Regions from separate parts of the Mus musculus genome. Here regions 1, 2 and 3 are each linked to region 4. The links are chromatin contacts, called in public HiChIP or PLAC-seq and promoter capture Hi-C maps. All regions are on one chromosome and are shown on one strand. Each heading gives the region's core, a stretch centred on a gene start, on an enhancer-like site or on the middle of the called end of the contact. The rest is flanking DNA. Distances are from core to core; before and after follow the strand shown.

Evidence for each region. Promoter capture Hi-C pulls out the DNA fragments that hold promoters and counts their contacts. HiChIP or PLAC-seq counts read pairs in DNA pulled down with a chosen protein or histone mark.
Region 1: a promoter capture Hi-C map of HPC-7-derived erythroid cells shows a contact between it and region 4, with 4 times the contacts expected there. The contact joins the promoter of Slc7a1 here to the promoter of Gtf3a in region 4. A contact is called at or near these places in 2 of 39 promoter capture datasets (HPC-7-derived erythroid cells and hippocampal neurons).
Region 2: a promoter capture Hi-C map of stem cell-derived epiblast-like cells shows a contact between it and region 4, with 4 times the contacts expected there. The contact joins the promoter of Zfp655 here to the promoter of Gtf3a in region 4. A contact is called at or near these places in 8 of 39 promoter capture datasets (the C10 cell line, cranial neural crest, embryonic stem cells and 5 more) and 1 of 115 datasets of contacts at active chromatin or transcription factors (embryonic forebrain).
Region 3: a contact with region 4 is called in an H3K27ac HiChIP or PLAC-seq map of embryonic stem cells, with 3 times the contacts expected there. The contact joins the promoter of Ptcd1 here to the promoter of Gtf3a in region 4. A contact is called at or near these places in 1 of 39 promoter capture datasets (embryonic stem cells) and 4 of 115 datasets of contacts at active chromatin or transcription factors (astrocytes, embryonic stem cells and stem cell-derived neural progenitor cells).

The regions. Positions count from the first base shown.
Region 1 is chr5:148,395,690-148,401,302 of GRCm38.p6, forward strand. It overlaps Slc7a1 (solute carrier family 7 (cationic amino acid transporter, y+ system), member 1), which reads right to left and starts at 4,215. Exons shown (of 13, transcript NM_007513.4): 1 at 4,040-4,215.
Region 2 is chr5:145,229,427-145,235,186 of GRCm38.p6, forward strand. Zfp655 (zinc finger protein 655) reads left to right here and starts at 2,316. Exons shown (of 4, transcript NM_028298.4): 1 at 2,316-2,405; 2 at 4,015-4,176. The coding sequence starts at 4,041. It also overlaps Gm6287.
Region 3 is chr5:145,165,794-145,171,073 of GRCm38.p6, forward strand. Ptcd1 (pentatricopeptide repeat domain 1) reads right to left here and starts at 1,311. Exons shown (of 9, transcript NM_133735.2): 1 at 1,161-1,311. It overlaps Cpsf4 (cleavage and polyadenylation specific factor 4), which reads left to right and starts at 1,420. Exons shown (of 8, transcript NM_001291248.1): 1 at 1,420-1,666; 2 at 4,722-4,772. The coding sequence starts at 1,564.
Region 4 is chr5:146,946,019-146,951,355 of GRCm38.p6, forward strand. It overlaps Gtf3a (general transcription factor III A), which reads left to right and starts at 2,639. Exons shown (of 9, transcript NM_025652.3): 1 at 2,639-2,957; 2 at 4,515-4,615; 3 at 5,169-5,265. The coding sequence starts at 2,763.

The sequences.
Region 1 (5,613 bases), core at 2,965-5,464, 1.5 Mb after region 4:
TTATGTAGGCCTCCAGCAGAAGGTGTGCACTGCTGTGTTTGAACATAAGCTTGACTTGAAACTTGCTCTGAACCCAGGCTGGCCTTGAACTCAAGAGATCTGCCTGCCTCTGTCTCCTGAGATTAAAAGTGAGCACCACCTTTGCTTGGGTCTAAGCTTTTCATGACCACTATGCCTCAAAACCCACAAAGGATCAAAAGTGTGCGTTACTTCATGTCAAGTTCCAGGTCAGAAGCTGGTGTCTTCCAGATGCAAGATCTAGATCACAGGTGTGCCCTCCATTTCTGGATTGTAGTTCATTCCAGATGTAGTCAAGTTGATAACCAGAACTAGCCATCACACCTGGGATCTCATGCTGCTGGCTCAAGGTCCAGAGAACCCTAAGGCATTAGGACTCTAAGTTCAGAGTGTCCCCAACCCACAGGGCAACCTCAACACCAGACTAACACCTGGAGGAGAAAGTGATCCCAGCTTTGGGTTGGCCTGCACAAACCCCAGAACAGGTAGCTTCAACGGTCCCAAGAGAGTCCATCAGTACAAGCCTGTCCTTTGGTGGTGAAGGTATCCAAAAATTTACTTGGAGAAATTCTCAGTGGTTAAGAACACTTAAGGAGGACCTGATGTTGGTTTCCAGCATCCACATGGGGGCTCACAGCTATCTGTAACTCCAGTTCCAAGGGATCAGACACCCTCTTCTGGTCTCTGGGGGCAGTGAATATATATGGTGCACATACAGAGAAAGATATATATATATATATGTATATGTATGTGTATATATATATATATATATATATATATATATATATATATATATATACACACACACACATACATACACATATGTAAAAATTTTAAATAAACATGAAGCCAGGCATGGTGGTGCACACCTTGAATCTCAGTACCTGGGAGGCAGAGGCAGGTAAATCTCTGTGAATTCCAAGCAAGCCTGGCCTAGATAGTGAGTCCCAGCCAGGGAAGCTAAGAGCTAAACACTGAGACGGTGTCTCTAAATAAATGAAATTTTTGAAAGGTTATTTGCAGTGACAGGCATGGTAGTGTGTACATATAACCCCAGCATTCTGGAGGCTGAGCCAGCAGGATCTCATGTTTGGTCTATACAGCAAGTCTTTGAATGAATGAATGAATGAATGAATGAGAGAGAATATACTAGCCATTTTATTTTGTGTCTGCCAAAATCTTTTTCTCCCGGGACTGGAAAGATGGCTCAGCATTTAAGAGAGACTATTGTTCCTCCAGAGGACCCAAGTTTATAAGCAGCACCCATATCAGACGTCAACAACCGCTTGTAACCCAAGCTCCGAGGGATTCAACACTCTCTGGCTTTTAGGGGTACCCACACACGTGACAAATATCCACACAGACACATCCACATAAATAAAAGTAAACCTTTAGACTAGATATAAATGAATAGCGTGAATGTCCCTCTTCCACCCAACAGGATTCTTGACCAGCCTACCCCTTTCCCTCAGTACAGCATCTTGCTCTCTCCTCACATAGAAACCCTAGCCAATCTTACTGGATGGATTGTTAAAATGTATCCAGGCAGTGGGCCAGGGGACACAGTCCCTAGCATATGTTTTGCATGTGAGAGGCCCTGGTATTAATCCCAAGCACACACACGAATCTCAAATACCCACTCCCTATGTCCCCAGCCCCACCCCACCCCCAAGGGGCCAACTATGAAGAAAACACTAGGGCAGTGGTTTCCCAACCCTTTGGGGAGTAAACAACCCTTTCACAGGGGTCCCATATCAGATACCCTGCATATCATATATTTACATTATGATTCATAACAGTGGCAAAAATTACACTTGTGCAGTAGTAACGAAATCATTTTATGGTTGGCGGTGACCACAGCAAGAGGAACTGTATTAAAGGGTTGCAGCACTAGAAAGGTTGAGAGCCACCGCTCTAAGGTCTTATCTATAGGTCCTGCCTGGAGTGATGACTAAGAACCAGATGAAATACCAAGACATTTCAGGAGATGCCTGTAGGTAACATGGCACAGATATCCAGACAAGCACCAGGTTACCGGGTATTTCTTCCCCTAACCATGTCTTCCTTCTTCATACTCCTCCCTAGGATTAGTAAATACTTCTAACTCTGGAGAAAGGCATAATTTCCTGAGCATAATGCGACCATGTATGTAGTTACTTATTTCTGCCGGGCGGGTCTAATGAAAAGAATGCAGGCTTAAACAGCAATAAATGCATTTAATTACATCCCCCCAAAAAAAAAAAAAGTGTCCTGGGGCCTGAGAAAAAATAACCCGGCCTGTCAGGTGCCCACTGTGCAAACCTGCAGCTGAGTGTGCAGGAGACCCCTGGGTACGCTCTCCAGCTCTGCATGAACTGGGATCCGCGCAAATGCCTGTAATCCCAGGGACACAGTGGGAGGCAAAAGGATCAAGGTCATCTTTTGCAAAGTAGCAAGTTTGAGGCTGGTTGTGAAGCTGGGTTGTGGGTGGAGCACAGGGTGAGGTGGGGGTGGGGAGAAACTGATCTACCAAATATAATAATGACCATGTGTCTTAGAAGAGAAATCCCGAAGGGAGCCAGCTTGTCTTCATACCTTTAAAAAATAATAATAATAATCTAAAACCTGTAATTATGGGCCAAGAAAGAGCCCTGGGGCTGTGAGATTCAGCCCTAGCCACTGGGGTATCTCTTATCTCTACTTAACTAGTTCCTTTGGTTTATTCACCCCCCCCCACCCTCCCTTATATACCCTCTAAATTTCACCCTTAAGTAAAACATGATCTCAAAACGCTAAACTTTTCAGAGCTGTTTCAATTCATGGGGTGACTTTCCCCCTCTAAATGTCTATTCTGATCTCGTGAGTCACGCCCTTTTGTTTTAGTGGCAGAAGGGTGTGCTCTAGTCAAAATAATAATTTCCATTGAGACCAACTAAAAATACCAGGGGGATGACTGTGTCGAGGTTTCCTATTATCTTAACCACACATGAAGGGCAAGAAATGTTACAAAAATCCCAATTACCAGCTGACTCCATGACAGCTAAGACAGTCAACCAAAAGATAACGCAGAAGATAACGCTCCGGATTCTAGTGAAAGTTTACTCACCTTTAGAAGAAATACACCTATGGTTGAAACCCTGTCCTCCTGCACGTGAGAGTATAACTGTGGGTGCTGGGAAATGTAGTTTTTTAGTTTGTTTTGTTTTCCTGACAGCACATGTCTGCCTATCCCAGCACATGTCTGCCTATCCCAGCACATGTCTGGCTATCTTAACACACAAGTCCACACAGCAGTGGGCTGGAGCGAGCGACACTGGACTGCTCTGCGGACACCCTTGGCTGGTGACCTGATCGTGCCCAGGAAGTCTTCCACTGGACAGAAACACACGGAGCACAGGTTGTCTACGGAGCCGGAAGAACTTCCTCCCACTCCACACCATCTGGAAGAACAGTCTGTGCAGGCCGAATCGGGTCACAAGGAAAACCCACCCAAGAGGGAGTCCCTCCAAAGGGACCTCTGGAGACTATGAGGCGACCCGGAGGACAGGAATCTCAGGTCTCGGGTCATGCCTGCGAGACCTGACAAGAGTCCATCCTGCGCGCGGCTCGGCTGACGACACTGCCCGGGACCGCGTGGCGGGGCGGGGTGCCGCGCACCGCGCCATGTAAGGGAAGGTCTCCCAGACTGCCGTGACTCCGGATGCCACCCGGGGCAGCCTGCGTAGATGGGTCCCCGCGCCCACGTGGAGCCTACACACGGCGCCACGCGTGGCGGGCGTCACCCGGGTCGCCCGTGTTCACTCCCTCCCGCTGTTGCATCATGCACCACGCCGCGCCTGCAAAGGACCAAGATGGACTCGGAGGAGGCGACCGGAACACTGGTGCCCGCCCCACGCACCCATCCCCCGGAGATGGAGAGGATAAGAAGAACCCTCGCCCTGCCTGAAACGCCACCCGAGGCCACACACACAGACACACACGCACACCGAGGTGACTCAGGCTTTCAGAGCTTCCTGGGCAATCACAAGGATCGCGTACTCACGGAGGAGGCGGCAAGATGTTGAGCTGTGTGGAGACCGCGGGTAGAAAGCCTCTCACACCTGCTAGCTGAGGGGATGGCGCACGCGGGCGGAATCCGAGCCGGTTTCATCAGCCGCGCGCCGCCCTCCGCGGGCCCCACGGCCACGGCCAGTGCTGCGCGTCAGCTTCCAGGGCACCAATGACAGCGCCGCGCGGCCGCGCCCCTGTGGGCGGGGACACCCGAGACCGGGCTTCCCCGCCGGTTTGGGCGCCTCCCGCGCGCGCCCTTGGTCCTCCGCAGCCGCAACTGAGCTTGAGTCAGAGCTGATGGCACAGGCTGAGGGGTGCGAGCCCCCTCCTGGGGAGCCACGGACAGCTGACGACCAGGTTTCTTGCTCCAAACTGGATGTAAGACACATTTTAAAGACTTTTTTTTTTTTTGGACTTAGTTGTAAATCTTCTTTTGACATTGGACTACTTTACGGCTGTGCCCTAGCTAACGCCTTAGCCTCCGCCTTGGTCAGGAAGGGCCCCAGAACCTGCAAGCCTCCCTTTGATACAAGGTAGTTCCTCCACATAGCCAACAGAACAGTTCAGGCAGTTCACACCCGCGGGACTCTCCCCAAGTTTAGTACCCAAATCTAGTCTTCAGGGTTCCTTCTGATCTCTGCTCCAAAATCGAGAACTACAGTCTATAGGGCTGAGGGATGGCTCAGCGGTTAACACTGACAACCCTTTCAGAGGACCCAGTTCTGACTCCCCACATGGGGGCTCACAACTAATCTGTAAGTCTTGAATGTGATGCACAGACATACACAGGTAAACCATAAATATGCATAAGATAAAAGTTTTTATAAAGAATTATATCGAAGCCCGGCAGTGGTGGCACACACCTTTAGTCCCAGCACTTGGGAGGCAGAGGCAGGTGGATTTCTGAGTTTGAGGCCAGCCTGGTCTACAGAGTGAGTTTCAGGACAGCCAGGGCTATACAGAGAAATCCTGTTAAAAAAAGAGAGAGAGAGAGAGAGAGAGAGAGAGAGAGAGAGAGAGAGAGAGAGAGAGAGAGAGAGGAAGGAAGGAAGGAAAGAAGAAAGAAAGAAAGAAAGAAAGAAAGAAAGAAAGAAAGAAAGAAAGGAAGAAAGAGAGAAAAGAAAGGAAAAGAAAAGAAAAAGAGAAAAGAGAAGGTGGATGCTATGTGTGTTCTCAAGTGTGCCTTATCAGTAAAGGGATTCATTGTCAGCCACAGCTGTTGATACTCCCATAGAATTAAACTAACGATGTATTAATTTATATTGCCCAGCCAAAAAGTCTTAATGAATACGTAGAGGGAGGTGGATAGCACTAAAGCACTTCTAACACTTGTAAGATAACATTAAAGCACTTCTAACAGCGTTTGTGATAATAACAAGGCATCAAACATGCTTTGTTTTCCAACAGCCAACAGAAGTAAGTGTCAATCATGCGGTGATGAACTGATTCCTGCCAATCTAGTAGGGAGGTCTCCTGAATCTTTACCAGGTGCCCCCTTCTCACAGAGGGAAACCTCCCATCTTTCAGCGCCCACCAGCTTTGCCTTCAGCACCAGATGAGTATCTG
Region 2 (5,760 bases), core at 1,066-3,565, 1.7 Mb before region 4:
CTGGGGATTAAAGGCATGCGCCACCACTGCGCGGCTGGGTTCTTCTTTTTTACACTCTTTATCCCTGGCCCCAGTTTCACCCCTTGTCACTCCATAGGCGAGAGAGAAAGATAGGGTGGCCAGAGAGAAGTTAGATTCACGGAACTCTATCTTTCTTCTTGTTTCTTCCTTGGGCACAACTACTAACAAACCACAACCAACCTACCTGAGTGACCAACAACCAACCATGCCTAGTGGGGCCCTAGCATTTATATACCCTATGAAAGTAGCCAGAATTTCAAATGTCTCACAATTGCAGAAACTACCTGCAGCTGGCAAAACTATGCTTTTGCTAGAGCCCAAGGCAAACCACAGTCAGCTGTTGTGACCAGTTTGAAGCAGCCCTATATCCCCACACCTGGGATTAAAATGAAAAGACATTTTTATAATCTCTCTCTCTCTCTCCCACCCCCACCACCCTCCCCCCTCCCCCCTCCCCCTGTATGTTTAAAGAAACCAAAATTCCAGAATTCTTTCTACAGTCTTGGAACTCACTCTGTAGACCAGGCTGTCCTGGAATTCAGAGGTCTCCCTCCTGCCTCCAGGGTGCTGGGATTAAATATGTGCACCACCACTGTCTGAGATACACACAGACATTTTAAAAAACCCTATTATGAGCCCTGAGCCCTGGTTTCTTTCTTCTTTCCTCCTCCTTTCTTTTCTTCTTCTTCTTTTTTTTTTAATTAAAAAAAATTTTGGGGTCTGGTGAGATGGCTCAGTGGTTAAGAGCACTGACTGCCCTTCCAGAGGTCCTGAGTTCAAATCCGAGGAACCACATGGTGGTTTATAGTCATCTGTAATGAGATCTGACACCCTCTTCCGCTGTGTCTGAAGACAGCTACAGTATACTCATATACATAAAATAAATAAATCCTCAAAAAATTTTTTTTTGATCAGGGTGTATGTAGCCCCGGATAGTGTAGAACTCACTATGTAGACTAGTCTGGGAACTCACAGAGATCCACCTGTCAGGTATAGACCACCACATAGGCTACCACACCTGTTGTGGGCAGTTTTTTTTTCCCTTAAGATTTATTTTTATTTTGTGTGTGTATGTGTGTGCATATGTGTGCACTGTGCCAAATGTGTGACAGGAGCCCAAGAGAGACCATCCAACCCTCTGGATTTGGAGTTACACTGGTTGTGAGCCACCGTGGGAACTAGGAACTGAGCTCCGGTCCTTTGCAAGAACAGTTAGGGCTTTTACTTGGTAAGCCATTTCTCCAAGCCAAATAATTTTTTATATGTGTATCCTTTGCCTGCATGCATATATGTTCACCTGGGGTGGTCAGCGTCTCCCATGGTCAGAGGGCATTAGATCCACCTCTAGAACCTAGTGACAGGGTTGTTAGCCACAGTTTGAGTTCTGGGAACTTAGCGAACCTTTGTACTCTGGAAGTGCAACAGTGCTCTTCAACACTGAGCCACGTCTTCAGCCCTTGGGCAGTATTTTAAAATATTTGATTTATGTAGCAGTTGTTCCTAATACTAGATAATTATAAGATTGTAAATTACAAGATTCTGAGCTTCACTAATTTCCAGGGGAACAAAATTATGGGAGTCTTGGCTTTGCATCTACTATTGCAAAAATAGTTGAGATAATCAAGCTTGAGGAGAGATTTTTGTGTCACAGTTTCAAACAGTTCTCAGTTAAACTTGCTCCCTTTGTGTCTACAGTGAAGCTGCACACAGCGAAGAACTCCTGTTGGAAGAAGTTGCTCACCTCATGGTAGGCAAAGAATCAAACATGAAGGAAAGGGTGGGACTCAAAGTAGGGCCTGACAGGAAAATCTTGGTGACCTTGGGCGAATCCTCTTGGGGAAAACGTTTGTCCCTTCCAGGCAGGGCAACACCTAGTATGTCCCTTTCTGTGGGCAATTTGGGGTCAGGCACTTCCTAGGAGAAATAAAGCCGGACCAAACCAGTATTAGACACGAGGGTGGTATTTCATCTTCTGCTTAGGAATCCTCCTGCACGCTCTTGCGGCCCGGGAGGAGTCGGGAGTTCTTTCCCAACCTCTGTCGCCCTCCTGGTGTAAGATGCGCCCTAATCAGCAGGGAGGGCTGTGCGACCTCGAGAAAGCGAAGCACAACAGCAACTAAGGCCTTATCTAGCGATGCTGCGGACCCCACCCACGAGACCGCATCCCGTGTCCGTCAGCTGACAGCTCGACCCGGGACACCCTCACCCCTGCTCTTCATCCGGGAACCTCACCCGGGACCGCCCTCCCGTGGACTTCCGTCGCCGGAAGTGACGTAAGGCGTCAGCCTTCTGGCAGTCGAGAGAGTGGCCCCGGACAGGCTGGTGCAGCTGAGCGAGGAGCGCCTCCGTGACGGGACAGTCTCCAGGCCCGCCTCTCCACCTGGGTGAGTCCCGGGGAACCGTTGTCGCGTCGCCGTGGGAGCGACCGCTTGTTTGGCCCGCGGGGCGGACGCGCAGGAGGCGCCGCGTGCGGGCTGACGGCTGTTCCCGGAGCTGGGGCGCGCGGAAGGCCGGGCTCGCGGCCCTGTTTTCCCCTCTTCCCGGGTTCGTCGCGGAGCCCGGGGAGCCGGGGTGGCCCCGTGGTGCGAACCCAGTGGCCGGGCCCGGGTGGCAGCTCGGTCTTGTGGCCCGCTTCGCCCTCTGGGGACCGAACCTTTGCCCAAGAGAGAGGTAGGCGGAGGGTGGCTCTGGGCGAGGCCTGCGGACGGGCCGGGAGCCTGGCGGAGGGCGGTGGACGGTGGACGGTGGACGGAACCCGGGCTCGTCCTTGGATCTGAAGGACACCAGGCTCCTCGCAGCCCTCCCTCGTGCTGCGCGCAGGTGGCTCGACCAGCCTGCCCTAAGGGTCTGTCTCCTAAGTGAGTTGTATCATTATTCATCGGGGCCCATTGAGTAATGCAGAACGGCCTTACCGCTTACCACATGATTCCTAAGGGGCCTGCTTTTGAGAAAAACAATGAGTAATCTTATCTGGCGTGTTTCACTGGGTCTCAGCTTGAGCCTCTAAATTACTTAGGACGCTCCATGGAAAGGTTTACGCAGTTGTACTGTGTTGAAAAAAATTCTTTTAATGGTAGCTATTTTGTTGTTGTTGTTGTTGTTGTTGTTTTGGTTTGGGTTTTTAAAAGACAGCTTTGAGGCTAACCTTGAACTTCTGAACCTCCTGTCTAAATCTTCCGAGAGCTGGGATTACACGCCCAGCGATACACACACACACACACACACACACACACATATATTTTAAACCACAGATTTGGGATTGTTCAGTAGAGTCTGAGTAATATCGAATTCTTACACCTTCCTGTTTGGGTTTTAAGTTTTGAAACCGAATGGTACTCATGTTTGTTTTTTTGTGAAGGGGGAGGTTGTTATGGATTGAAGGTAGGGCCTTGTGCATACTAGGAAGTACTCTACCCTTAAATTACAGGCATCTCCTGCTTCTGTGTTTTTCTTTTTGTTTATTTTGGTAACTTTTTAGGTTTTAAACCCTTCTTGGGCCCTAATTACCATGCACTTTACTTAATTACATTTAGAGAAACTTAAGTCTGTGGACTGTGACAACTAAAATCTAGTGGGGCTGGGTTTCTAGACAGGGTTTCTTTCTGAGGCACTGGCTGTCTTGGAATGTAGATCAGGTTAGCTCCAAACTCGTGTCTACCTGCTTCTGCCTCACCAGTGCTGGAATTAAAGGCTTGTACTACCACCTTCAGGCTGGTTTTTTTTTTTTTTTTTTAAAGTCTGCTTTTAGCTGAGTGTGGTGGTGCTGGTCTTTAATCCCAACCCTTAGGCAAGTCTCTGTGAGTCTGAGGCCAGCCTGGTCTTCAAAGAGCATCCAGGACAGCCAGGGCTTTGTTGCACAGAGAAACACTAGCTTTAAAAAAATGTCTTTTTAACAAAGTCTATCATATATAGAATAGTTTGCCAAGTCCTGAGAATATGAGATTATGGGACATTTTAACTTACTAAGCAGTTCTTCTCACTCTCACCCTGCAGTGATGGTCATTGTCCCCTGAACAGGGATGGAGGAGGTAACATCCCAAGAAGCCGCAGAGTCACCCAGGGGCCACTTCCAGCCTTTGGAGAACCAGTCTGAATGTCTTTCCCCAGAGCTTCGGTTTCTGCAGGACACGGACATGGAGCAGGGATTCAGTGGGGGTAAGGCAGAGACCACACTTTCTTCAAGGAGAATGGGAATAGTAAGGGGCCCTGGCCTGACATGAGAGAGGCCAGGGTCTTGAATAAGAAGGTGGGCCTTAGTGGAAGAACTGGAAGGGCGTGGCAGGTGTGAGTCCTTGGCTTGGGCCCTGTGGTTAGGGTAGCTAGCCTGTCTGTAATCCGCCCATCACCCTGCTCTGGCCTTGAGAATATGAGCTTCACTGCAGACACCACAACCAGAATGACTTCTAACAAAGGCTGCTTTTGCCATGTCTCACTAGCTTACCTAACGCAGGCCTCGGGGACTCCCTGGGTTCTCTTCAGTCTGCCTCCTCTCCTGGTGATCTAGTGTGATTTGCTACCTGCCATTCTTTTGCAACTTCAGTGTTCGTGAATAATCCAATTTTGGTCAAGAAAGCAACCATTTAATTTCCTGTTTGAACACAGTGTCTCTTTACATGCACAGATGTTACATCATATTAACTATCTATTCACATACATATATTAAATAGGTAAGTGTTTCCTCCCCTTGAAATAGGATCCTGCTAATGTATAGGTAGCCCTGGCTGGCCTAGTACTATGCGGCCCATGATTTGAATGAATCTTGTCTCGGCCCCCCAGCTACATTGGGAATGTAGGCATACAGCATCATACTTAGCTGCTGGTTTTATTATGTAAGAACTATGTCGTAGTTCTTATAGATCAGCACCAGTGCCTGAAGGAACTTGTATGTCAGCAACACAGATGGAGTACCATTATGTGGAGGGTACTGTGTGGGACATTGTTGGAGGGTGTAAAGGATTGTGAGGAAACATGACTGTTTTTGTTTCTACAAGCCGCACACAATAGCTTGCAGAAATAGTGCCCAATAATAACATGAAGGCAGAATGATGTTTATAGTAAATGGTATCTGGAAAAATGTCAGAAGTTTGCTGAAGACCCTGGCCCTATCATCAAATCCTTCAACTTTTTTGTGTTGTTTGGGTCTCTCTGCATAGCCCTGGTTGTCCTGGAATTTGCTAGGCCAGTCTGGCCTTAAAGTCAAAGAGATCCACCTGCTTCCACCTCCTGAGTGCTGGCATTAAAGGCTTACACCACCACACCCAGTCCCCTTCAACTCTTCTTCAGAGCCTTAATGTAGAGCAGGTTGGCATTGGACTGCTATGCCTTGGTGACTGAACTTCTGATCCTTCTATATCCACCTAGGTGCTGAGATTACAGTTGTGTGACACCTTGCCCACTAGATGGTGCTGGGGATCAAACCCAGAGCATCATGCATGCCAAGCAAGCACTCCACCAACTGAGCTATGTCTTCAGGCTTCTTTTTGCTCTTGTTTCTGGTTTTTGAGACCACATTTTTCACTCTGTAACCCAGGCTGGCCAGGAAATGCTGTCTGTCTGTCTGTCTGTTTTGCTTTGCTCATCACAACAGGTATAATGCTTGCCCTTCTATAGAAGGAATGTCATGCCATGAGGATTAAGTGCGATTCCTAGTAAAGTCCATATTACAGTCCTCAGTCTGTGTAAGTAGGAGCAGCTCCCAAGGAGGAGTGGGCATACCTGAGACCTGGTAAATGTTGACTT
Region 3 (5,280 bases), core at 61-2,560, 1.8 Mb before region 4:
GAGCAGAGGTCCTAAAAAATTTCAATTCCCAACAACCACATGAAGGCTCACAGCCATCTGTACAACTATAGTGTACTCACATACATTAAATAAATAAATAAATAAACAAACAAATCTTTTTTAAAAAGAGTCAGAAAAGAGAGACAAGTTTACTCAGAGGGTAGGCTCTGAGTTAGGAAGACCTGGCTCTGTGCAGGGTGGGGAGTGGGAGATCAGTCAAACTTACTATCTCAGCTGGGTAGAAAAGAGTCAGAAATTCAGGGTCACCCTCAGCTATAATGTCAACTTCAAGACCAGCCTGGGCTTCATGAGATTGTCTTTAAAAAGTAAGAGTAAGTCGTGATGGGCCATGCCTTTAGGCCCTGCACCAGGGAGACAGAGGCAGGAGAATTTCTATGAGTTCAATGCCAGTCTGGTCTACAACTGTGAGTCCACGCTACTCAGGGCTACCTAGAGATCCCCAGTCTCGACAACAACAACAAGAGGCTCAAGAGGGTCTCAGCAGATAAAGGTGCTTACTGCAGAGCTCGGTGACCTGAGCTTGATTCCTGAACATACTTGGAAGGACTTGTGGTACAAGCTTTTCCCTAATCTGCACTCGAGTGGTGTGGAAGGCACATATATGCACATGCTCCCTCTCACAGAGCTACACCCTCTCACCCTCGCATTCTATTTTTATTAGGCTGTGCTGGGCCTGCTTACTTTGAAGCCCTTTAATAAAAAAACAAAACAAACAAACAACAACAAAAACAAGACATAATAACAGGGAAAAGAGGTATGACGGTATTTTGAGGCTTAGCTCTACTAGGTTGACTCGCTCTCCAGGGTCTCATGTAATGCAGTCTGGTCTTGAGCTTCTGACCCTTCTGCCTCCACTTGCCAGTTAGTGGGATTACAAGTCTGTACTAACACTACCGGCTTATGCGGTGGTGGGGCAAGCACTTTACCAACTGAGCCACACCTCCTGCCCCCTTACCCGACTTTTAAACGTCTGCATTAGAGCTACACCCACAGAGAGACCTGGGACCCTAGGTCGCCCCTTGCTTCCTCTCCCCAGGCCTTTAGATCCTCCGTTTTCGCATCTGAGCTTGGACAAAGTCCCTCAGGTCCAATTTCCACCCGGCTTCCGGGTTTCCTATGAGGGTTGAACAGAAACTCACTCTGAGCGTTCTAAGCGGCGAGCCCCTAGTGAGACGTCCTCAGAGTCGAGGGACCGCGGCTCCAGAGACAGCGTTCCTGCCCTCAGCACAGACTACGGAGATCCCGCGCAGGCGCACTTGCGTCGCCGCCTCTTGTGTAAGATACAGAACCGAAAGAAACAGGCGATCGGTCGGCGGCTAGTCAGGCCTGAAGGAGTGGCCGGACTCTGAGCTCCGTTGGCTGAGTCTGGATGGGAAAAAAGGGCCGGCGCGGGCTCCAGCGCTCCCGGCATCCCTCGCGGGGCGGCGGCTGCGGCGGCGGCGGTGGCGGCAAGCGAGAAGGGGACGGGGAGAGGTAGCGTGAGTTGCGGAGAGCGGCTGAGAGACCTGAGGGGGAGCTGGGCCCGAGGCCGCCGCCGCCGCCATGCAGGAAATAATCGCCAGCGTAGATCACATCAAGTTCGACTTGGAGATCGCCGTGGAGCAGCAGCTCGGGGCGCAGCCGCTGCCCTTCCCCGGCATGGATAGTGAGTGCGGGGCCCGGCGGGTGGGTGGGCGAGTCTGATTCTGACCAGAGGTTACCCCAGCCCTGGGCCCTGGAACCCGGGACCCTCGCCTAGTTCCTCCGCTTCCGTCCTGGGACTTCCCGGTGTCACTTGAACTCGGGGAGACCTTTCCTTGGATCCTTGATCCCCGGGGACTGCTCCGTGGCAATCCTCGGGACAGCAGGACTGTGTCGGTTGTTCGCGTAATTCTCCAGTGAACGCGTGTCATCCTGAAGTGGAACTGCCTTCTCCCATCCTGCTCCAACTTCAGCAAAGTCTTAGAATGTCCCCCATTTCCACCTCTTAGCGTGCTCCTCTCTACTTTCATCAGAACTAGGCGGTAGAAGAGTCTGAGTGTATCTGACTGTCGAAGACTCCAAGTAGACCCTCATATTCCAGGCTTGCTTTAGTCTAGCTCCTGGGAAATCCTTCCCTGTCCTGGAATTGTCCGTTTTCCTCACTACCCCACCTCCGGGTCACCTGTCCCAACTCAGGCCCCCAGCGAACCTTTAGACCGAGCTATATTTACTGTCCCTCTTCATGTGATGAGATGGTTTTCCTGTTCTGGTGGGATATATCTTCCGTTTGGGGGAGCTGCTTCAATTCAGACAGAACTGTCCTCTTTGGCCAGGTCGTCCTTGCACATATGTCTACTCTTTGTTGTTGTTGTTTTTCGAGACAGAGTTTCTCTGTATAGCCCTGGCTGTCCTGAAACTCACTCTATAGATCAGGCTAGCCTTTTAAGCACTAGGTTTTTACTCAATTTGATGGCACTGCCTTGAGACCATGGAACATTTGTGTGGGGCAATAGATCCACAAACCTGTGGAGGCAAGTGTGCACTTGAAGTAAAGATTTGGGTTTCTTTAAAAAACACAGAAATAGCCGGGCAGTGGTGGCGCACGCCTTTAATCATGGCTCTTAGGAGGCAGAGGCAGGTGGATTTCTGAGTTCAAGGCCAGCCTGGTCTACAGAGTGAGTTCCAGGACAGCCAGGACTACACAGAGAAACCCTGTCTTGAAGGGAAAAAAACAAAAACAAACAAACAAAATCCAGAACCCAGAAAACTACAGAAATAGGAATATATTTTTATTTTAATCCCAGATATGGGATCTGGGGCTGCTTCAGATTTTCCATAGCAGCTGACTATGATTTGCCTCATTCCTTAGCAGGAGTGTGATACTGCCAATGGCAGATAGTTTTTGCCATTGTGTGGCATTTGGAATTCGGAGGACTCTTAAGAGGGTATATAAATGCTAGGGCCCCAAGAATGTGGGTTGTTGGTTGGTTGAGAGTTGTTAAGTAGTTGTGCACAAAAAAGGAACAACAAGAAATTAGATACCCTGACAGCAAAGACCAAACTTGCTCCCTAATCATCCGGGAGCAGTCTAACAATGACATCACCCCCTCTCTCCCTTCCATCCTTTTTTTCTCACCTATCTAGTGTTAGGGGACTAGAAGGGTGGAAGATAAAAGAACCCACAAAGTAGCCAAAGTCTCCCTAGGAGAGCCAGGGATGTGCATAGCATGGGTACCTCCGAAGCTCAGGTCCAGATTTGGTAGGTGCCTTGCTGGGCCTTGACATACCCAACACAACCACAAACAAGAAGTGCGTGCTGAGGCACCTTCCATTGCAGCCACTCAGTGATGGCTCTTGCCTTTAATCCCAGCACTCAGGATGGAGGGACAGGCAGATCTCTGAAACTGAGGCCAAGCTGGTCTACAAAGCAAGTTCTAGAATAGCCAGGGCTGTTACACAGAGAAACCCTGCCTCTGGGGAAAAAGAAAAAAAAAGAAGACAGAAGGAAATGGTGTTTCTGGTTTTTGTTTTATTTTGGTTTGTTGTTTTGGTTTGGTTGTTTTCTTTTATTTCTTCTTTTTTTTTTTTTTTTTTTTTGAGACAGGGTTTCTCTGTGTAGGCCTGGCTGTCCTGGAACTCACTCTGTAGACCAGGCTGGCCTCGAACTCAGAAATCCGCCTGCCTCTGTCTCCCAAGTGCCGGAATTAAAGGCGTGTACCACCACTGCCTGGCTGGTTTTTGTTTTTTAAGTTTACTGTTTTCTGAAAATCCACGCTGATACATCAGTGAAAACTATTTATGAATCCAAGACTTGTTCTGGTGAGTTTCTGGACTTGCTGACTGCTGCCACATGCTGGCTCTGTAGATGTGCTGCCCTCCCAGAGTTGGCTGTGTTTGTGAGGATGAATGGCCTTGCACCTATGTAATTCTATGTAGGTGTCACATATTAAGGGCTGGCCTGCTTGATCTTCCATTATATTCTTCCACTAGGCTAATGTCTAAAGAGGCCCCTGCCTGCTCTGTCATCTTCCCTGCTCAGAGGCTCAGCTAGTGATTTAGTTATTTCCTGTGAGACCATTCATTCCTTCTCTCTGTCTCATACTAATATACTTGTAAATTAACCCCCATGGGAGGGCTGAGCTGGGGGTAATTATTCTCTGATCTTGTGTTCCTTCTTACCTTCTCCACCCATTCTTTTTTTTTTTTTTTTTTTTTTTTTTGTTTTTGTTTTTTTTTTTTTTGTTTTTCAAGACAGGGTTTCTCTGTATAGCCTTGGCTGTCCTGGAACTCACTTTGTAGACCAGGCTGGCCTCGAACTCAGAAATCTGCCTGCCTCTGCCTCCCGAGTCTGAGTCCTGGGATTAAAGGCGTGCACCACCACTGCCCAGCCTCTCCACCCATTCTTAAATGTCTTGAAAGCTCTTGGCTTCCAGGAGGTTTTGAGATGTTTAGTCCCACAGTGAAGTCACATTTCACGAGTCTGACTGAAACAAGTGGCTTTTGCTTTGAGACAAGGTCTCACTGTGTTGCCCTAACTGGCCTGGAGCTAAATGTGTAGCCCTGGCTAGGCTAGAACTCAGAGCTCTGCCTGTGTCTGCCTCTGAGTACTGGGATATCCCACCATGGCAGGCATGGGCTTTGTGGTTTTTGCCAGCTCACTACATCCTGCACTAAAGGTCCTAAGAGTCCCCTCCATTGGTACCTAGCTTTAGTTGATGACTGGTTCTTTCCTTTTACAGAGTCGGGGGCTGCTGTCTGTGAATTCTTTTTGAAAGCCGCCTGTGGCAAAGGTAAGAGACCCTTGACTTCCTCACACCCTTCCTGAAGTACCCTGTGTTGTTTGTATTTTGAGGTTAATTTTGTTTCTTTAAGAACGGTTGTTTTTGATGAGCAGTCTATCATGTATTTAGGTGATTTTATGTGAGGTTTTTTTTTCTTTATTCGGTCAATAAAGGTTAGAGCCTGTGGTTGGGCAGTGGAGGTTCGGAAAGGTGGGACTGGAGGTTTCAGAGTGGGAGCAGGTAGAAAGGAGAAGAGGACGAGAAGGGAAGGAGAGAGGACTGAAGAAGAGGAGGAGGAAGCCATGATGGAGCAGAGCCATGTAGCCAAGAGAAACCACAAGTAACAAGGGTCTTATAGCTGGTGAGTAAGTTAGTATGGTATTAGATCTGCCCAATGTACGCTTATAGCTTATAATTATAGTAACTAGATTGTGTGTTTTTTACATGGGCTTATTGGAGTTGGAAATTCCAGCTACACCCTGGCCCTACTTGGCCCTCTAGCAGATTTCCAGGCCAC
Region 4 (5,337 bases), core at 1,389-3,888:
GCAGCCCTTCTTGAGGAAGCAGAATTAACATTAGAATAAAAACAGCACAAGGGTTAAACCACAACAGGCCAGGGTTAAAATGTTTTAATGAAGGACTGACTGTGGCAAAATCCTCTAGGGCTTTAGGGCCTGGGGTCTTACCTGGCTGCTGGCCAGAGGTCACGGTTAGTACTTTACCATAGAGACTTCTCCAACACAGAAGCTTCAAAAGTGTCCATTGCCAAGAATTTCACTGGAGGCAAGGAGGAACCTTCCTCAGAAAGATGGAAATGCCATGCGAGCTACTTTACACAGGGCTAAGTAATTAAAACACAGTAGCTCACACAAGGTCATCATTTCATACAATTCTTACAACTGTGGGCCACAGACATTATAATTGTTATTTGCAGAAAACATGGATTTCAGAGAAATTAATTAGTTAACTCTGGTCAATTCAGAAATAGGGTGCAGAGTCAGGTCGCAGAAGCCCACGCCTCTGACTTACACCGGGGCAGCTGAGTCACCATTACACCTAAGCATTTCTACGCCCTCTCCTTTCCAGTTGTCTGGTTACCCCCTCAAGACCAGACACCTGACTTTGTTGATGACAATGGCCTCTTAGTGTGCATTTAGTATTTCAGAACTTTCTTTCCCATCCACTATATGGCCACTTCTTCTTTAGTATCATATTTATCCTCTCAAGCGTTGGATTAAAAAAAAAAACGATCTCTATGATTCTTTCTAATCATAGACAATGCTAGAGCGGGAAGGAGCAGCTTCTGGAAGGGACGTCTTCCTCAGTTGTGGGCTGTGGTGTGGTGAGGGCTAAGGGTTCTCAACGTGCCACCCGGTGACACGTCAGCCGGATGGGAAGGTCTTGATGGAATAAACAGAGACAGGATGCAATCTGGAATTGTTTGTGGGAAGAATAACCCCGAGTAGCAGAATGCTCTTCATGAAGTTGAGGATGAAGTGAAGTCTCCTTGAATAGCCCTGTTCTGATGGGATCATAGCTCTCACCCACCCTGCAAACCATGTTGGGTTCAGCATTCAGGAGTGAAAAAGATCTCCAGCCACTTTGGATGAAGGCTAATAAATGAACTTCACTAGCTGGAATAGAGATGCAACAGTTCTAGCTATGGCTTATGTTTATTTGTTTTGTTTGTTTTATTTTTTTTGAGATAGGGGTTCTCTGTGTAGCCTTGGATGTCCTGGAACTCACTCTGTAAGAGCAAGCTGGCTTTGAATTCAGAGATCCACCTGTTTCTGCCTCCTGTGTGGGGTTAAAGCCATGCACTACCACTACTGGGCTAGTTCTGTCCATGTTCATGACTCACAATCTGCCCCCCTCCCCCAAACACACTCCCCATTCCCGAAACTGGTATGTTAGGGTCTGGAAAGAACCTGAATCCTGGCTGGGTCCCATATTGTCTAACCAGGGTTATCAAGCAGGAGGAGAAAAAGAAGATGAAGAAGTCCAGGCTGCTTGACTGAGACCAAAATCCTTGGAAAACAATGGTCACAGGGGTGGGATCTCAGAATCTTCTAGAAGCTCATCTTCAGGGAAAAGGAGAGACAGAAGACTGGAGCTGAAAGAAGAGTGTCCGCTGATGGGGTAGAGCAGACAAGAGAGTGAGAAAGGGGAAGAGGGACTGGAAGGAAGGAAGAGCCGGCCAGCAATCTGCACATGCGCATGGGGCATGACTACAAGGAGCAGAGGGGGCCGTGAGCATGAGATCCCAACAGGGCCGCACAGAGAATGACCTGTCAACAGTGTTGAGACCGCCCTCCATTCAATCCTTTTTCTTGTAGATTAGTTTGACTGGAATAAAGTACATTTTAACCTTCTTCAGTAAAGATATTCATTAAAAAAAAAAAAAAAAAAAAAAAAAAGCTGGGTGTGGTGGCGCACGCCTTTAATCCCAGCACTCGGGAGGCAGAGGCAGGCGGATTTCTGAGTTCGAGGCCAGCCTGGTCTACAAAGTGAAGTCCAGGTCAGCCAGGGCTATACAGAGAAACCCTGTCTCGAAAAACCAAAACCAAACAAACAAACAAACAAACAAACAAGCTTTAAGATTTCCCATGGTTGTCGTCATCCAACTAGCAGAAAGATCGGTTCTGCCCTTCATTGATGCACTACACTTTGCCAGGGAGGATTCGAATAGGGTATTTTCCAGTCTCTGCCATTACGGAGATTAAATCAAGATAAGGGAAAGAGGAAATCCCACAACTGAAAACAGCGTCAAACACTAGAGGACTCAGTGATACAAAAGGAAAGTTGACAAAACACCAGCACAATTGCTGTCAGAAATTAAGGTTTAATTGGTCCTGGTTAAGTTCTGGGCTTCGGAATTTTGAAAAAAAATTCCACGTGACTCGAAGGAGCAGACAAGCTTGGGATTCACCATGTCCTGAGGCTAGTGGCAGGATGCAGAGGGCAAAACTGGAATGTGAAAAACAGGCCACCTTAAGTCATGTCAGGTTGATATTTGGGACGTTTAAGCAGCGCTTCCGTTTCCCTAAGCCGCGAAACCAGAGCCCAGAGCCTGGCTGCCTCTCGCCGTGGACGAGTCCTGGATGCGCATGTGCAACCGGGCTCTACGGCCTCTGGGAGCATGCGCAGTCGTGGCGCGCGTGGGGGGGGGGCTAAGGGGCGGGGCCTGGAGCCTTAGCGGGCCGCGTTCCCGGAAGTTCAAAGTCTCCGGGCGCCAGTGGCTTGCGTCCCGCGTTCCCGGGGACGGCACGTGGCTGCCCCGCGTCAGCCCGGGCCCGATCGTGTCGCCCTGGAGCCGCGGGTGTCAGTCGCGGAAGCGGTGTCGTCGCTGACCATCGCGGATGCGTTCGTCGGGGCCTGTGAGGGCCCCGCGCCGCCGCGCCCCGCGCTGCCCAGCAGGTTCATCTGCTCCTTTCCCGACTGCAGCGCCAGTTACAACAAAGCCTGGAAGCTAGACGCGCACCTATGCAAACACACGGGGGAGGTAACCTGGCCGCCCGTGTGCACGGCAGGGCCTGGCGCAGGGGCTGCGTCCTGGGCTTGGCTGGGGCAGGGCAGGGCAGGGCAGGGCAGGGCAGGGCAGGGCAGGGCAGGGCAGGCGCTCTGCAAAGACCGAATTCTAGGATGTCAGGATTTCCTGCAAGCAACAAGTGTGCACCCTTTTAATTGCAGGCGGGCTTTGGTCGGGTACTAAGGCTGTGGGTAAAGGTGGTCAGGAAAAGCCTTCCTGCTTGGCCCTTTACCCTGGTTCTTATATTTGGTTGTACCCTGGTCTATCTCTTGACAGACTTACCAACCCACTGTTGTCCCTCATAACATACTTTGTAACTTTATCCCTGTTTCTCTTTGACCATTCTGTTCCCACATTTTGGCCTTTCTTTGTCCCTGTGTCCGAGGCAGAGCTTGCTTTCTAGTGGACACTTAAAAGTTGTGGTTCATCACCATCATCATTATTATCATTGTTTTTTTGAGACGGGGTTTCTCTGTGTAACTCACTCTGAACTCACTCTGTAGACCTGACTGGCCTCGAACTCAAAGATCCACTTGCCTCTGCCTCCAGAGTGCTAGTATTAAAGGTGTGCACCACCACACGTGGCTTTGAAGTTGTGTTTATTGTTCCAAACTCGACAATAATTTGATTAGTACGGGTCCTGCCCTGGGACTGGATCTGAACAAGGTTCTTTGACGCCGTGCTGAGCAGTGTGGCTCACTTGTGTCTTCCTGTCCACTGGCTGTGATTGAAGGCTTGATGCCACCTTTCCTGTATTTCAGATTATTTCCATAGTTGGGAAACACAGAACTGGATGTTAGGATATGATATAGCTTTACTGTGGATTCATGACAGCATCCCCTTCCCCACCTCCAGGGTCCCACTTGGAGATTGTGTTTGGGGCTGGGAGCTGTTTCCTTCGGTTGCCTTTGCACCTGTGAGCTTTTTCAGCTGTTGTGACACATTTAACTGTCTCTGTGCCTGCTATCTCTTAGTATGGACACAGGTCACCTGCGATGAGATGCAACCTTTCCTCTGCCTCTTTGCTGTAAAATGATGCTGTAGCAGAGATCTGGGCAGACAGGCTATCTGGGTTCAAAGCCACCTTGAAAAGGGGTTTGCTGGGGAAGCCTGCACCCCATAGGAGCAGGCTAACCTGCCTATCAGATGCTGGACATCCATAGAACAATAGCCTGTGTGCCACGGTGACTTGTGGGACGATGGGGTGTTTTTGATGTGGAACTTGGTTCTACAGTGCCTGTGTTTGGCAGGCACCTTTCTGAATGGACACGTCTCTGGAGGGAAATCTGAGGTGTTGCCTGCCACAAGTCAGACTTTTAACAGCACAGAGCTGAGGAGATGGCTCAGTGAGAGGGGTACTTGCAGCCCGACCTAGGGACCTCACAGGGTAGAAGGAAAGAAGTCACTCTGGGAAGATGTCCTCTGACCTCCACGTGTATGCCGTGGTGCAAACATGCCCCCCTTCCCCAACAGAAATCATTTTTTTTTTAATGTAAAAACTTTCTTTTCTCCCCCCTTCCTTTCTGCTAGAGGCCATTTGTTTGCGACTATGAGGGCTGTGGCAAGGCCTTCATCAGAGACTACCATCTGAGCCGGCATGTCCTGATTCACACCGGGGAAAAGCCGTTTGTGTGAGTAGGGGGTTGGCCAGGCCAGGCCAGGCCACTGGAGTAGGTTATGGTTGGCACGTAGGCCTGGCAGGGTGACTGGTGATTTTTAGGATGAAGAATAGAGGGCTGGCAGGTGAAATGGCTTAGCGGGTAAAAGTGCTTGCCACCACACTTGACAACCTGAGTCTGACCCTCAGAAATGTTGTCTGTGGCTCAGACTGGCTTCCTTTCCTGTCACACGTGGGCGAGCAGGTGACTTTATGACAGTGGTAGCTTTGTGCTCAGATGATATACAGTCCATGTCCCTTGACTGTGTCACGGAATGGCCTCTGCTGCTTTCTTTTTTATCTTCCCCTGTATGCTTGGTACTTGTGGAGACCAGAAGAGGGCATCTGAGTCCCTGGAATTAGAGTTAAAGATGGTGACAGGGCACCATGAAGGTGCCAGGAACTCAGCCTGGGTCCTTTCCAAGAGCAGCCAGTGCTGTTAACCATTGAACCATCTCTCCAGCCCCCTAAAGTGTCTCCCGCTGTGGTGTTATGTTTTGGTTCATACAATCTCTAATCTCTTGTAGTTGTGCAGATGATGGCTGTAATCAGAAATTCAACACAAAATCAAACTTGAAGAAACACATTGAACGCAAACATGGAAACCCACAAAAACAGTATGTGGTGAGTATGGCTTTAGGTGTTTCAACCTTCCGTTTTTACATTTGCTACCAAGGTTGAGTTTTTGTGAACCAG